Regions from separate parts of the Triticum aestivum genome. Here region 1 is linked to region 2. The links are chromatin contacts, called in public Hi-C maps. All regions are on one chromosome and are shown on one strand. The core of a region is the stretch at or near the end of the contact, and the rest is flanking DNA. Distances in the headings are between cores, read along the strand shown. Region 1 has its middle 51 kb from the start of LOC123046664. Region 2 holds the start of LOC123046664 (putative ABC transporter C family member 15).

Region 1 (7,223 bases), core at 1,607-4,106, 51 kb after region 2:
TGTTGTGCTATGCGCCAGCTGTCCCAAAATATCTACCCACCTAACAGTCATATCATTGAAGGGCATTTATGCCTTATCATGTCGGGCTGCTCCCCAGCTATAAATAGCTGCCCCCTACAACCACTAGCTGGTTGGCTGCTCCGAGAGAAACTGACACTTGTCATTTGAGAGCATCCCATCCTCCGAGGATTTTGAGCGAAAATCATCAAGTGAGGAAAACCCAAACCCAAACACCTTCAAACCCAAAGTGATTGAGCATCATTGAAGAGATTGATCCTGCGTGGATCCGACGCTTGTTACCTTTGAAGACTATGCTTCTTCCAGACGGTTAGGCGTCAAGGTTTAGAGCATCCAAGAGGAATTGTGGATTGCCGAGTGACCGAGTTTGTGAAAGTTCGGAAGTCACCTGAAGACTTACCACGAGTGATTGGGTGAGGTCTGTGTGACTTTAGCTCAAGGAGAATATGATGAGGACTGTGTGTGCAGGACTGTGTGTCCTCGAGTTTAAATACTCAGCCGCTCCAACCAGATGTACAACTGAGACAGCAGTTGGAACTGGTCTACCAAATCTTTGTCTTCACCAAGCTTACTGGTTCTATTTCCTCAACTCTTTCATTTCCTCAATTCTGTTGTGAGTGCTTGTTCATATCTGTTTGAAGACTTTGACTGAAGACTTTCTCAATTTCCTCAGTTCAATTTCTTTAGTCTATTTGTCTTCATCGTGTGTTATCCTGTGCTTACTCTTTCTATACTTTATGCTTGTCTTCATTTCATCATGATGACTATGCTTGTGTTCTACCATGTTTACTTTTGAGTACTTATTCCGCTGCAAGTAGTTCTTCATTTAGGAATTTCCTCACCAGCAAATTCCTCAGTGAAGAATTCATAAAAATCGCCTATTCACCCCTCTCTAGTCGATATAACGCACTTTCAGCCAACAGCAACGCTGCCGGTCGATGACCCCTTCTACAATCAGTTCATGGAGGATGTGATCTACAACGGTGGCATGGCCCTGCCTACGATCCCGAGGAGACCCAAAGTCAGGATGGCCGCGCCCAATACGTTGCCGATGAAGAGGCCGACGACCGTGCTGACTACGACCATGGTGACTCGTGGCATGAAGACAATGACATCTATTGCGAAGGTGATGGTGATGAATAAGAAGGCAATGACATTGATATTAGTGGCGAGCCATTATTCATCGATGAGCTCACCCGAAGTGCGAAAGCACAAAAGTGGAGGAAAAGCATTCGCACAGGTTCATATACACAAGAGGAGGACAAGTTGATTTGCCAATGTTGGATAGAGATTAGCTAAGATCCGAGGACGGGCGCGCAACAAAAGGGCCTAGTTTTTTGGACGAGAGTCCACAAAACTTTCCATGAAAGGAAGATGTTTGAGACCTACCAAATTACAAGCAACCGTGGCATCACCTCGATTCAAAAGAGGTGGTTGTTCATCCAACAAGAGTGCAACAAGTATTGCGCCGCATTTGAGAGCGTTGAAGCACGACCCGTGAGTGATCTCGGCGTTGGGGACATGGTATGCTCTCCTCATCCTAGTCCTTTCCTTGCTACGGCCATGAGACTTCGGCCTTGTATATGTTTGCATGTCCGGTTCTTGTTGATCATGTGGTGTAGGCATTTCAATGTTTGGAAGCATTCAAGGCTCGACGTAATGACAAGCCATTCACCCTTACGCATTGTTGGACGATCATCAACAATTGTCCTAAGTTCATGGATCAATACCGTGAACTTCAAAGGAAAAGAGGCAAGAAGACGACCAAGTTCGCCGGAGGTGAAGATGGCGAGGCGTTGAAGAGGCCGAGGGGCAAGAACAACTCCAAGGTGGACGACATACGTGATGCCTCATCCATGGCCCTGCATGAGACTTTGCATGGCATGATGTCTCAAAAGGATGTGAGGGACGAGAAGAAGTGGCAAAGCAAGGACGAGCAAACGAAGCAATACCTAGAGCTTCAAAGGAAGAAGCTTGAGATGGAGGAGGCGGCCAAGAAGAGGAAGATCGACATGGAGGAGGCGTCCCGGCAAAGGCAGCTCAACATCGAGGCCACCAATGTCAAGGCCAGGCAGAGGCAGCTCGACATCGAGGCCACCAATGCCGCAACCAAAGTAAAGGAGGTGGCCCTTGCAATCATTAGCATGGACTTGACCAAGGTGAGCGAGAAGACGAGGAGCTGGTTTGAGGCCAGGCAGAAGGAGATGTTCGGCGCCGACGGCCTAAACTAGGTCGTCCGATCGGCCGTGACCGTTCTTTTTGGAGGCTGGCATGGGTGTCGCCTGCTAGGCCGTTGGCTGTGTGCCGGTGAGAAACAGATTCATTTTGAAGGCTGTCTGTGTTGCCGGCGAATAAAACTATTCATTTTGCCGGCAAGGACATGCAGGCCGTTGGCTCTGTTGCCGGCGTGAACTAGGGCCGCTGATATTTGAAATGTTGTTCTCTTTTTAATATGGAGGCGGACAAGATGAGGCCAAAGGATGCGGCCGCGCGCTGGGCGCACGACCACCGCATTACAGAACAGGCCCGGACATGACTCATCGCCCTATCCAAACGGACAGAATCCGGGCAAAGCGGATGTCTGTTTGGGGTCGCGCAATGGAGTTGGCCTTAGGCTCGGTGTAGTGTCGTCTGCATAGCAGTTTCGGGGTTGAGTTGGCCTGAGATGATCCCGCGGCGTGGGCGCGATATACCTGACAACGGAAATACTGTACACACGATGGTTGGCGGACGCTGCATGCACGACACTCATTATCGACGGCTGCAACCCACTGAACAAAAGGAATACATGGCTGCAATATTTTGTCGTGCAGGAATCGGCCGCCAACCATCGTCCATGTAGCAGTGCTCACCTGACAACGACCTGGCCAAACGAAGCGACGGCGCATATGCATGCACCCATCAGTGTCACCGCCCAAACTTTATGCAGCTAGGCATGGGCCGGCTAGCATGCGACAACAGATAACTGCACTGCAGATCGCACCGTACGATACGTACGTACGTACACGTGCGTCTCTCTGCGTGTACGAGTATGCTTCACGTCGTGACAAACGAGTGTCCTATACCGAAAATCCATAGGAGTGCTCGTCCTCGCTGCACATGTTATCGTTGCGCGCTCGTTCTCGTTGGGATGGGAGACTGGGCTCGCATTGAACGTGGTATAATGCTGTACGCAACGCCATACATATTAAGGACTCTGGTCCGGACCCACGGCACAGTAAGCGCCGTTCCTTCTCGCCGTGAAAACGACGTCTGCATAAAATCTGTACTCACGGCCCATTAGATGGCATACGTTATGATTTTTTTTTGACATGCATACGTTCTCTTTTTTTTCTTTTGACATGCATACGTTCTGAACGAACCTTAATGCTAGAAGGTGTGATTCTCAAAAAAAAAAACTAGAAGAGGTGCTGGGTTCGATTCTTGAGAGTGGCAATCTGGCAATTCTTTTTTTTTCTTTGTTTTTCCCCAATAACAAAGAGCATCTAATTAATATTGGATATGGATTATTGTCGGAAGAAAACATGTTTTTACTTTAGCGTACATAACTGAAAATACATATTTTGTGATGTAAATCCCATCTTTGCTTTACCGTACATAAATTAGAAAGTAAAAGCAGTATTAATCCACATAGCTTTTTTTTAATGTATTTTATCCACTTTGCTTCGACTCACTGCAAAAAAAAATTAACCACACAAGTGCTACTACACATGAAACTCATGTTGCAACCCTAATTATACATGAGGTAACGGTCAGTGCCAAAATCAGCCAAGATCATAGTTTTTTTTTTCTTTTTATTTTGCTGATTTGAAAATTTGAAGAGATAGAGGAAACCATAAACTGAATCCATGGTCTGTTTGCACATTTGTGTTTTGTTGCATTGGCCAGGTGATAGCTACCATGTTTTTTTTCCTTTCATAAATTCGGTTCCTGTTTCAAGTTACTCTACATTGTTAATAACCTGGAGGAAGAGCTTTCCTTTGTAGCCATTAATCTTTCCTGAATGAATTAATTGGTTGCGTACTTTTCAAGAAGTATATGTTATAGGACCAGCAGCATATATATGCATAGGCCAATGGTAGTCAGTTACAAACTCACAAATAAGCAAAATATGTGTTTTTAACAATAGTCCTTAGCCAATATGTGACGGCCTCCCACGGCCAGAGGCAGACGACAAAGAGAAGGATGTGGAGCATGGACATCCATATGTCCAACAAAGTCGTGTAGACTAGGATAGTTTTACTTTTTGTTATGTAAAAAAATCCATGTCCCCGTAAATTCCGTCCAAATATTAAAGGATAAGTATATTTTTCGTCCTTGAACTCTTTGGAGAGTTTAGAAATCGTCTCTCAACTCTAAACCGGAGAGTTTTCGTCCCTCAACTATCAAAACCGGATAGTTTTCGTCCCTCGTGCCGCTTCGGGCGGTTCTAGTCTGGGATGAACACTAAATCGGTGAACAGTAAAATCGAAAAAAATAGCAACAAAATAAAAAAATATAAAATTTTATAGCATCGAAGATTCTTTGGTGCGCAAGACACGTGCAAATTTTGTGGTGCTCCGACATTCGAGCAGCTCGTGGCAAACAAAAAACTATAAATATGTACGTCAGTGAACAGTAAATTCAAAACAAAATAGCAAAAAAATTCAAAACAATATGAGTTTTTTTGGCATCAAAGAGGCTTGGGTGCGCAACGTGCGTGCAAATTTTCGTGGTGTTTGGGCATTGTACGAACTCGTGACAAAAAAATAAAATTTGGCTCAAATTTTTTTAAAGTTCGCTATTTTTTTTTTGGCTAGAGCTCCTCGTATGTCATTTGATCACGAATTTTTGCACGCATCTTGCGTACCTGAGCATCTTTGATGCCAAAAAGTTTCATGTTTTTTGCTATGTTTTTGAATTTAATATTCACCGATGTACATATTTACAGTTTTTTGTTTCCCACGAGCTGCTCGAATGTCGAAATAACACGAAATTTTGCACGGGTCTTGGGCACCAGAGTATTAGATGCTGTAAAATTTCAGTTTTTTTTGCTAATTTTTTCGATTTTACTGTTCACCGATTTACTGTTCATCCCGGACTAAAACCGCCCGAAGCGGCATGAGGGACAAAAACTATCCGGTTTTGATAGTTGAGGGACAAAAACTCTCCTGTTTAAAGTTGAGGGACGATTTCTAAACTCTTGGAAGAGTTCGAGGACGAAAAAATATACTTATCCCAAATATTAATGAAAAATTTGATGTATACTTCAGTTTCGTCAGTTTTGTTAAATTTCCATTTCAGATATGGTCGAACTTTGATGCACAAGATTGAATGGCCGGTTGCCGTATCCAAGCCCCGCTTACGCTTCCACAGACGTTTGGTGTGTTCGTTTTGATCTATGCCGTTGGAGATATCCTTAAGCTACCAACAGGCATGCAGACGGCTGATATTAGCTAGCTGATACAGGTAGTTGTTTGCAACATCAACGTAGTCAGCGAGCATGACACATATCCTATCGCCATTGACTCTGTGGGTAGCTCGTCCACCCAACCATCGCAGATGGCAGCGAAAAATGTCAGATCATGATTTTTTTTCAAATGTGGATTATTTCATGCTAAACTCATCAATCAAAGTCAAAAGAGTGATTTTGGCCCGTGAGCAGATTCAATGCCCGGGTTCATACAGATAAGTCATACAGCCAGTACTGGTTCTATCGCAACTTGAGGGTCGCTTGGGATCTAGCTCAGGAAGTGAAAATCCGTCCGCTTGAGGATAATCTGTACACGCTAAAGTTCTCATGTCTCGGAGACTGGGAACGGGTCATGGAGGAGGGACCATGGACATCCAAGGGCAAGGCGGTGGTTATAGCCCCATACGATGGATATACAAGACCGTCCTCAATTGTTCTGAACAAGATAGATATTTGGATGCAGATTCATGATCTGCCTGACGGTTTTTTTCCCAAGATCAAGGCGTTATCTGCAACAGTGGGCGAGTTTATATATGCTGAGCCAAAGTCGCATGATTTTGAAGGTAATTTTTACCGGGTTCGAGTAAAGATTGATGTTACAAAGCCTCTAAAAAATGCGGTGTCGCTCGTTGTAAGACAGAAGAGGGAGATTTTCAGGGTTAAGTATGAGAGGTTGCCGGATTGGTGCGCGGTCTGTGGCCATCTAGGTCATCTGTTCAAGGAGTGTGGGGACGGTGTTCACCCTCCAAAAGCTCTGGTCTTCAAAGACCTCAGAGCTACATGGTTTCGTGGAGCTGGACCTGGTCCGGCTGGTGGACGAGGTAGGGGCAGAGGTCAAGGAAGTGGAGGAGGCCGCTCTGGGCGTGGTTCCGGGCGCAGAAGCGCGCATGGCAAGGAGGATGTCTATGATCCAGAAGTAGATGATGTTGATGCTACTATGACAGAGGCAGACGGGAATAGGAAGCGTGCATCAGAAAGAGGAGAGTTGATGGTCCCTGCAGCAACCAATACAACAGCCATAGTACGTGCAGCACCACAAGCTCAGCTACCAAGCAATCTTCTGGCTTTGCCCCCGGCACAAATCCCTCCTAGTCCCACGTCAAAGCAAGACCCAAAGAGGATCCGAACAACATCCGAAAGAGTTTCTACAACAACAACTTCAACTTCTGGCAAGAGTTCTGAAGCATCTTTGGCGGGCTCCAATACGGAGCGCCGCCGGGGCCAATGAGTGTGTTGTGCTGGAACTGTCGCGGCGCGGGCAAGCCGGCGACAGTTCGTGAGCTTCGTGATCTAGCGAAGCAATTTGCCCCTACCGTGTTATGTGTAGTTGAAACTCAAATCTCAGCAACACGGGTAGAAGGTCTAGCTAGTACGTTAGGTTTTGATAATGGTTATGCAGTTAGCAGTAATGGGCGTAGTGGTGGCATCGGTATGTTTTGGAACAATGAAATAAATCTTGAAATTTTGGGCTACTCGGAATACCACTTAGATGCAAAAGTGAGTATGGCAAATATTCCAGACTGGAGACTTACGTGTGTTTATGGTGAGGCTCAAACAGGAGAAAGGTATAAAACCTGGAATACTCTGAAATCACTGGCTTCCACGAGCACTTTGCCTTGGACATGCATTGGGGATTTTAACGAGGTCCTGCGCGCGGAAGAGCATGTTGGAACGGGCACCCGTCGCCCAGCGCAGATAGCAGGTTTCAGGGACACAGTTGATGTTTGTGGGCTGGTTGATCTGGGGTACACAG
Region 2 (6,628 bases), core at 2,333-4,832:
ATCTGAATCCGCTGCTTCTGTCCACCACTCATGTTAATTCCTCTTTCTCCAATCTCTGTCAAGTCACCATTTGCAAATAGCTCAAGATCTTTAGTCAATGCACAAGCTTGTATTATCTTTTGGTATTTTTCCTTGTCATATGGGTTTCCAAATAGAATGTTGTCTCTGATGTTCCCAGACAGGATCCAGGCAGTCTGAGGAACATATGCTCTGCTCCCACTGACCCTCACAGCCCCGGCTAGCTTAGGCATCTCCCCAAGTATGCATGATAGTAGACTGGATTTCCCAGAGCCGACCATTCCACAGATTGCTACTTTCATCCCTCTCTTTACTTTTAAATTTACATCTGTTATAGTTGGAGATGTGGTTTCAAGTTCCCAACTGAATGCTCCATGATCAATCTCCACATCATAGTCTGTGTCACGCCTTGGTACTTCTGTAATTGCGTCGTCTTTCAATTCTTCTTCCTGGAGGTATTGTGCTACTCGATCAGCTGAAACTTTTCCCTGGGCAAACACCGAAAGTAAATCGGGAAGTGTGAAGATTGGATCTTGTAGCATCCGGAACGTTGCAAGAGCAGACAGAACAGTACCAGCTGTTAGAGGAATCCCCATCAATATACATGTACCGAATGTTATGGAGGATATGAATGCAGGGGACCCCCAAAATATGAATGTTGTGAAAGCTGTCAACCTCACAGATTTCCACAACCAATTGTGCTCCTCCCTTCGCAAAGCTTCTAGCTTTTGAAGGTACTCTGTATCCCATGCTTGAAGTTTCAGTATTTTCATGCTTCTAAGTACTTCCGTTGTTGCCTTCATTCTGTTGTCTTTAGCAGCCATGATCTCTGATTGCAACCTTTTCTGCAGTCTGGTCAGAGGAATATTGCAAGCCATTATTGCCAGTGTTGCTGCTAAACCAGCCCATGCTCCAGCCCCTAGGTTTAGATAGAGAACATAGACTGCTAGAGAAAGCTGTATGGGTAACATCCAAATGTAGTTTGTGTACCATATAACATCGGTTATCCTCTGTATATCTACACTCATGTAGTTTATGATCTCTCCACTGGTATGCTTCTGCCTTGCACTGCAGGATAACCGGAGCCCCTTTTGATAGATGTGGGATATCAAAGCAGCTCGTAGCCGCATCCCGAGCCGTCGAGCACCAAAAATCCACTGCCTCTGAGCTACTGTCTCCACAACTTTGGCACTTAAAAATGCAGCAGCAAGAATATAACCTTTTTTCAGTCCATACTTCCTCTCTCCCCCGAGGAATCTCACCAAGTCATTAATCAGTGATGGTCCAACATAGGATGCACATGCACACAGAATTGCAAATACTGCATTAATTATTGCTTTTCTTCTAATAAATAGGAACATTGCTCTATAGATTGATAAAGTACTCAAACCATGCCTGCGTTCAACATCTGCTAGGATCCTCTTAAATGAATGAGAGAGCAAATCGGCATAGTCCCTTTCATCAATATCTGGCACATCATTCTTATCTAGAGGTTTCTTATATCCGGTAGCAAATAGAGGACCCATCCAGGAGAACGTGACGAGGTCCAGAACGCTTGCCCTGCCATACAGACATGTCCTTTTAGTTTCTGCCTGCTGCCCTGCAGATGGACTCAACAGTGGCTCTGTTATGCCGCTGTTTATTGAGGTGATTCCTGTTTTTCCTCTGACAGAAACTGCAAACAGGTAAGTGCAGATAACAAGTGTGAACAGGTCAATCAGTTCTGCAAACCCCATATATCCATGATCTGATAAGCTGAACCTGAGATCAAATATCACACTGATTATTGATTGCAGAAAGCTAAGTATCAACCATGCCCGAATAATGAGCGGATGCTTTGCAGATTTTGTCTTCTGTAGACTGAATACTGCTAGTGACAATATTACCCAGGAGAGCACCTGTATGCCTTCACCCAGAACAAAAGGTGGGTACTTGCAACCACTTATTCTTCCTTGTAACTGCAGAAAGAATATCCTCGGGACATGAGTGGCTAATATAAGCAGGCAGCAGACTTTGCTTGCTTGATATGAGAAGCCCAGCTTTATGTCTGCATTCTGTTGTTCCTGATTAGAATGCTTATTGCTTTCAGGAGTTGTGGTCTTCAACCTCTGCCTGCACCATCTGATTCTCTTGAACAGATACTGAGCCACGATGCTCGTGATAAATACAAGTTGTATCAATACAAAAGTGCTAGTCCAGAAACAAGGGGAATATACTTCTGGCCATTGTCGCAGGTATTGTGATACAATGGAACCTGCAAGGTTGTATATCAAATTTGTGTGTCAGGAATCGACAACAGAATAAGTTATCCAACTTTTATTATGAATATAACATAGTAGCTGCAGTTATGTCATGAATGTTCAAGAAAACAACAAACAACATGTTCTTTTTTACGAAAACTGGAATCCCATCCTTTTAAGGAAAACTGGAATCCCCTGAATTTGTTGATAAATTTTCTCCAAGCTAGTTCTACCAGCAACAGTGGAACCCCACAAGATTAAAAAAAACATAGTATATTCTTCTATTATTCCACTTACTTATTGACATGAATATTCCTTATTCCTTAATGTCAGTATAAATGTCATGTTAAAGGAGACTGATAGTGGCAGGGGCAAAAAGGTCTAGAAAAGATGTACTATCATCCTTGGTTTCTTTTAGAAAGTTGCATAGGAGTGTTTGTTAGTCAGAGTGATATCATGTTTTTGCAGAGATGTTAGGAGTAAAACCGAAAGCTGATATATCATTGCCCTTGACCTGACTGTTATCGCTCCAGTTTGCAAGATTTCCTTTGAGGAGCATGTTTTGAACATACAAGTTGATTGGCCCGGCCAAACATTTCTGTAGGGAGGAAATTAACTAATGCAGCGATTTTTTTCCCGGGAAGTAAAATTGAGCCTCACTTAGTTATATAAATAAATGAAGGCATTCCACAAAACCACAGGGTGCTAACTAAATTACGGGCTACAGATGCTGCCATGTTTGTATGCACATTCTTCTGCAGTTATACCCTCGTTGGAACACAAAAAACCAAACAAACAAACCCTTACTAATAAGACTCGAAATTTCTTGCAGAATCCATTGGTTTGCAGGCCCAGAAAAGCAATACCAAAGGAGCGGGGGCTGAGGAAAGCCATGCAGTGCAATCGGACTCGAGGAGAGGAGGAGAATCGGACGCATGGATGGATGAACCCGCCGTGTGCATGCAGGCGGGATGGGGAATGGATCAAGACTTACTTGGCGAATCGCCGAGCAAAGCCGCGGCGCGGAGGAGGAACATCTCGTGCGCCCTCGCGAGAGGAGGCGAGTGCAGGCTCCCTCCTCCTTCGTCCATGGCGCAGTGAGGGTCTGTGGCAAATGCGAGTGAGAGAGAGAGAGAGGGAGAGAAGGGAACGAGGGAGGGAGGGAGGGAGGGAGAGGTGGCGACGGTGATATACGGAGGAGGCGGAGAGACCCTTGGCCCTGATGGCCGCAGCTTTGGCGTGTAATGCAGAGCACGCCTCGCCGTGACAGAAAAGAAATGCGGTGCGGTTTTCACCCGGCTGCTCTGGTCTGGTGCACCATGCATAGTGGATCTGCATGCATGTCCATGTCGTATCGATTTGGTGCTTGCTTGGTAAGGAGAATCATCAATTTGGTATGGCAAACTGCTTAGGGTGCGGTGGCTATTCAACTGAATTGTGCAGATTTTAGTATATTTGTACTCTTTCCGTCCCATAACGTAAGACGTTTTTCGACACCTCAATAGTGTCACTGTACATTCCTACCGAACAGAGTTCCTTGTGATAGATGATTTGAATCAGTGTTTGGTAAAGCGAATATTATGCCTGATATAGGTACCCTTTCCACAACTCACACAAGTTATATTATCAGTAGTTCCATTCCATCCCATCCCTTGTGATTCAAGTGAAGGCGCACATCATCACTAGCTTTCCGTCCAATGCGCAGCGGCGCACTGGACGGCTAGGCAAGGTTAACGCGATCAAACGGCAGCCGTAGCCATCGCAACAGGTACGTGCAGAACAGCCTTAACCACACAAGACAAGAGACCAAGGACAGCGCTTAGATTAGTAGTGATGACACACAAATCGCCCCTATATATTCCCCGTCGCTGCTGCTCTCCTTGTTTTGATCCGGCAGCACGGCCGCATATGCTATGGATCGACGCGCGAAACGGCAACGGCGCCAGAAAATCTGAGCACGGAAGTACATTTATATTTGTCTGGAGTGCTCACGGGAGAGAAGGACCTCACGTGGTGCCGTGCCGTGCAGTCGCGGCGAAAAGCTATGCCGGTTTTGTTATAACTCGCCTGCATCATATGGCATGGCCGCCGTGCAGAGGTAGCTAGAGGCCGGAGAGTGCGACGAAACTTGAGCAGAGAAAGGGTTGGCTTCAAAATTAATTAACCAATCAGATAGAAAAGGTTGCGCATCAAATACTATAAATATACTCAATCCAACCACATGCTGCTCCACGCCGTCACCTAACAACGCAAACGTATGGCGCGCCAAGCTGCGGCAAGTGGTAAATGACGAGGTCTTGGCCGTGACCGGTCGACTCGGATTCTTAAAGCGGAACCGAGCGAGGGAGGGCTTTACCGCCGGTGCTACGCGTGCCAGACAAGCGGGTGGAAACGAACGTGAATGCTACGTGGCAGGTTATATGCGACGCAGGATGGCGACGGCGCACTAGCGAGCATGGCAAAGCTGCGTGGGCTCGGCCAGGCTTTACGCCGTCGTCGTCGTTTTCTATTCCGCGTGGCCGACGGACCGGCCGGCCATCCGACGTGCTCGCGCTGGATGGATGGTCACGTCTGCTCTATGCAGAAGGAAGCCACGGCGAAAAGGGGGACACGGCCGAGTGGTAGGGTTGGAAGCGGCGGACCACTTGATCGGAGTAGAAACCGAGGCTCGAACGCAACACAACGGGCGGGCGCGCGGAGGGAAGGTGACGGTCGATGCCGTGCCAGAGAGCATAGCAACGGCATGCACCAGCACATGCGCCTGGTTTGGCCTAAGCCGTGATGCCGATCGGTTCGCTGCAGCGCCATTGTCAGTGCACGTCCGGCCGGTAATGCATGCTGTCACTGCTCGCTCAGCTCTTGTTTCATGTCCTGTGGGCGCTAGCCGCTAGCTCCAGTCCAGTCGACCGATCGCTCGCAGCCTCGTGACATCGCTGACGCCGATCGACCCAGGCCGGACGCCGATCGCGGCACGTACGTAATACAACCCGTTTCATTGGTTAATGATGACAAGCGCAAGCTCCATCGGCGCAACCATAACATACCCCCAAAGTCCCACTTCCATGACCGCTACTACGTCGCACCTTAATTAGGTCGTTTTGTCTTCCATTTAAATGAACTCCCGCTGTCGGCAAACTATGGCATGAGACGAGGGCAACTCCAACGCACGACCTCAAATCATCCGGCCGCGTTCGTTTCGAGACCTTTTACAGCATATCAAGTTATTTTGAACCGTTTATTTTTTCAATCCAACGTACCAGATCAAGCAATAAAAGAATTCTGGTAGTATATTCATGATTTAGGGGCACTTTGGTTTTGTTTTTTTTTTTGCGGAGGAGGGCACTTTGGGTAGTTCACTATTATAAATCTTACAACCGTTCCTCTAAAAGCAAGCCGACGAGTAGATTCCAATGTCAGGATCGATCCAACCATTCCTTGAAATCTTGAATCGCTTCCATACCTGTTGGGCGTTGGCGCGCTGCTCACTGCCACAAATTCTTAACGGGAGCTTCACGGCCGCTGTTAGGCATCAGGTCGATCTCCTCAAAACTTCGAGTCCTCGAGCAAGCCCAAGGCTGCTTCAAATCCCGAAGCAATTAGAAGATCAAGCTAGCCAAAACGATGCAGATCCCAACCATACTTAGAAATCAATTAGCGTCTGAATCAGTACCGGAGTACTTGTGACATTAGCAATCAATCAAATACGTTTGTCAAAAGGGCAAGGGTGTGCTTCTAAGAGCATCTCCAACCGTTGTGCCCCAGGGACGTTTTTCCGTCCGGCTGGGGTTGCGCCGGCGCAAATTTTAGGCTTCAGGGGAAAAAAATCCAGCGTCTCCACCCCCAAGCATCTATGCACCTCGACGAGGAGGACGCGTGGCGCGTAAGAAGAGGAGACAGGTGAGCACAGCCATGACGGAGGCAAGCTTTTAAATAGCGGATAGCGGACTGGTTGCAGATTAGGGTCCACATAGCGGAATGCGGATAGCAGGCGATATTGCGGGCGCTATGTCCACATAGCCAATTTTTAAAAAACATTCATAAATTTGAGATTGTTGTGTATCTTTCTAGGCCATTGACAAAAATATGACACTTAATTTGAGAAATCATCATTTATATAAGAATATAAACTATAATTGAACAATATTTGGTCTTGCAACCATGCAAGCAAGACAAATTTACCAAAATAGATTATACAACAGAACAATAAGGACTTATATAGCGGGCAATATTGCGGATAGCGGACGATATAGCGGTCTAACAAGTGATGTTGCGCCCGCATCTTGACAACACGCTATTTTCTAACGCAACCTTAAACTAATAGCGGCAGGGTGACGCTACCGCTATTGTGGCCGCAATAGCGGAGGTAGCGG

What was found. A called contact is a pair of places that touch in the nucleus more often than the background predicts.
Region 1: a Hi-C map of leaf shows a contact between it and region 2, with 3 times the contacts expected there. The contact joins the enhancer-like site here to the promoter of LOC123046664 in region 2. A contact is called at or near these places in 2 of 5 Hi-C or Micro-C datasets (both in leaf).

What each region holds. Positions count from the first base shown.
Region 1 is chr2B:677,490,970-677,498,192 of IWGSC CS RefSeq v2.1, forward strand. No RefSeq gene overlaps it. Among protein-coding and RNA genes, the nearest start is that of LOC123046664, 51 kb to the left of the region's middle. Within about 2 kb of position 2,857, at least 7 of the 8 cell types and tissues checked have an H3K27ac peak or open chromatin away from gene starts, as enhancers often do. A contact at or near this core is called in leaf, where this site is marked.
Region 2 is chr2B:677,439,667-677,446,294 of IWGSC CS RefSeq v2.1, forward strand. LOC123046664 (putative ABC transporter C family member 15) reads right to left here and starts at 3,583. Exons shown (of 11, transcript XM_044470068.1): 1 at 3,253-3,583; 2 at 1-2,272. The coding sequence starts at 3,583. It overlaps LOC123046665 (a long non-coding RNA gene), which reads left to right and starts at 1,713. Exons shown (of 3, transcript XR_006422499.1): 1 at 1,713-1,942; 2 at 2,108-2,252; 3 at 3,091-3,257.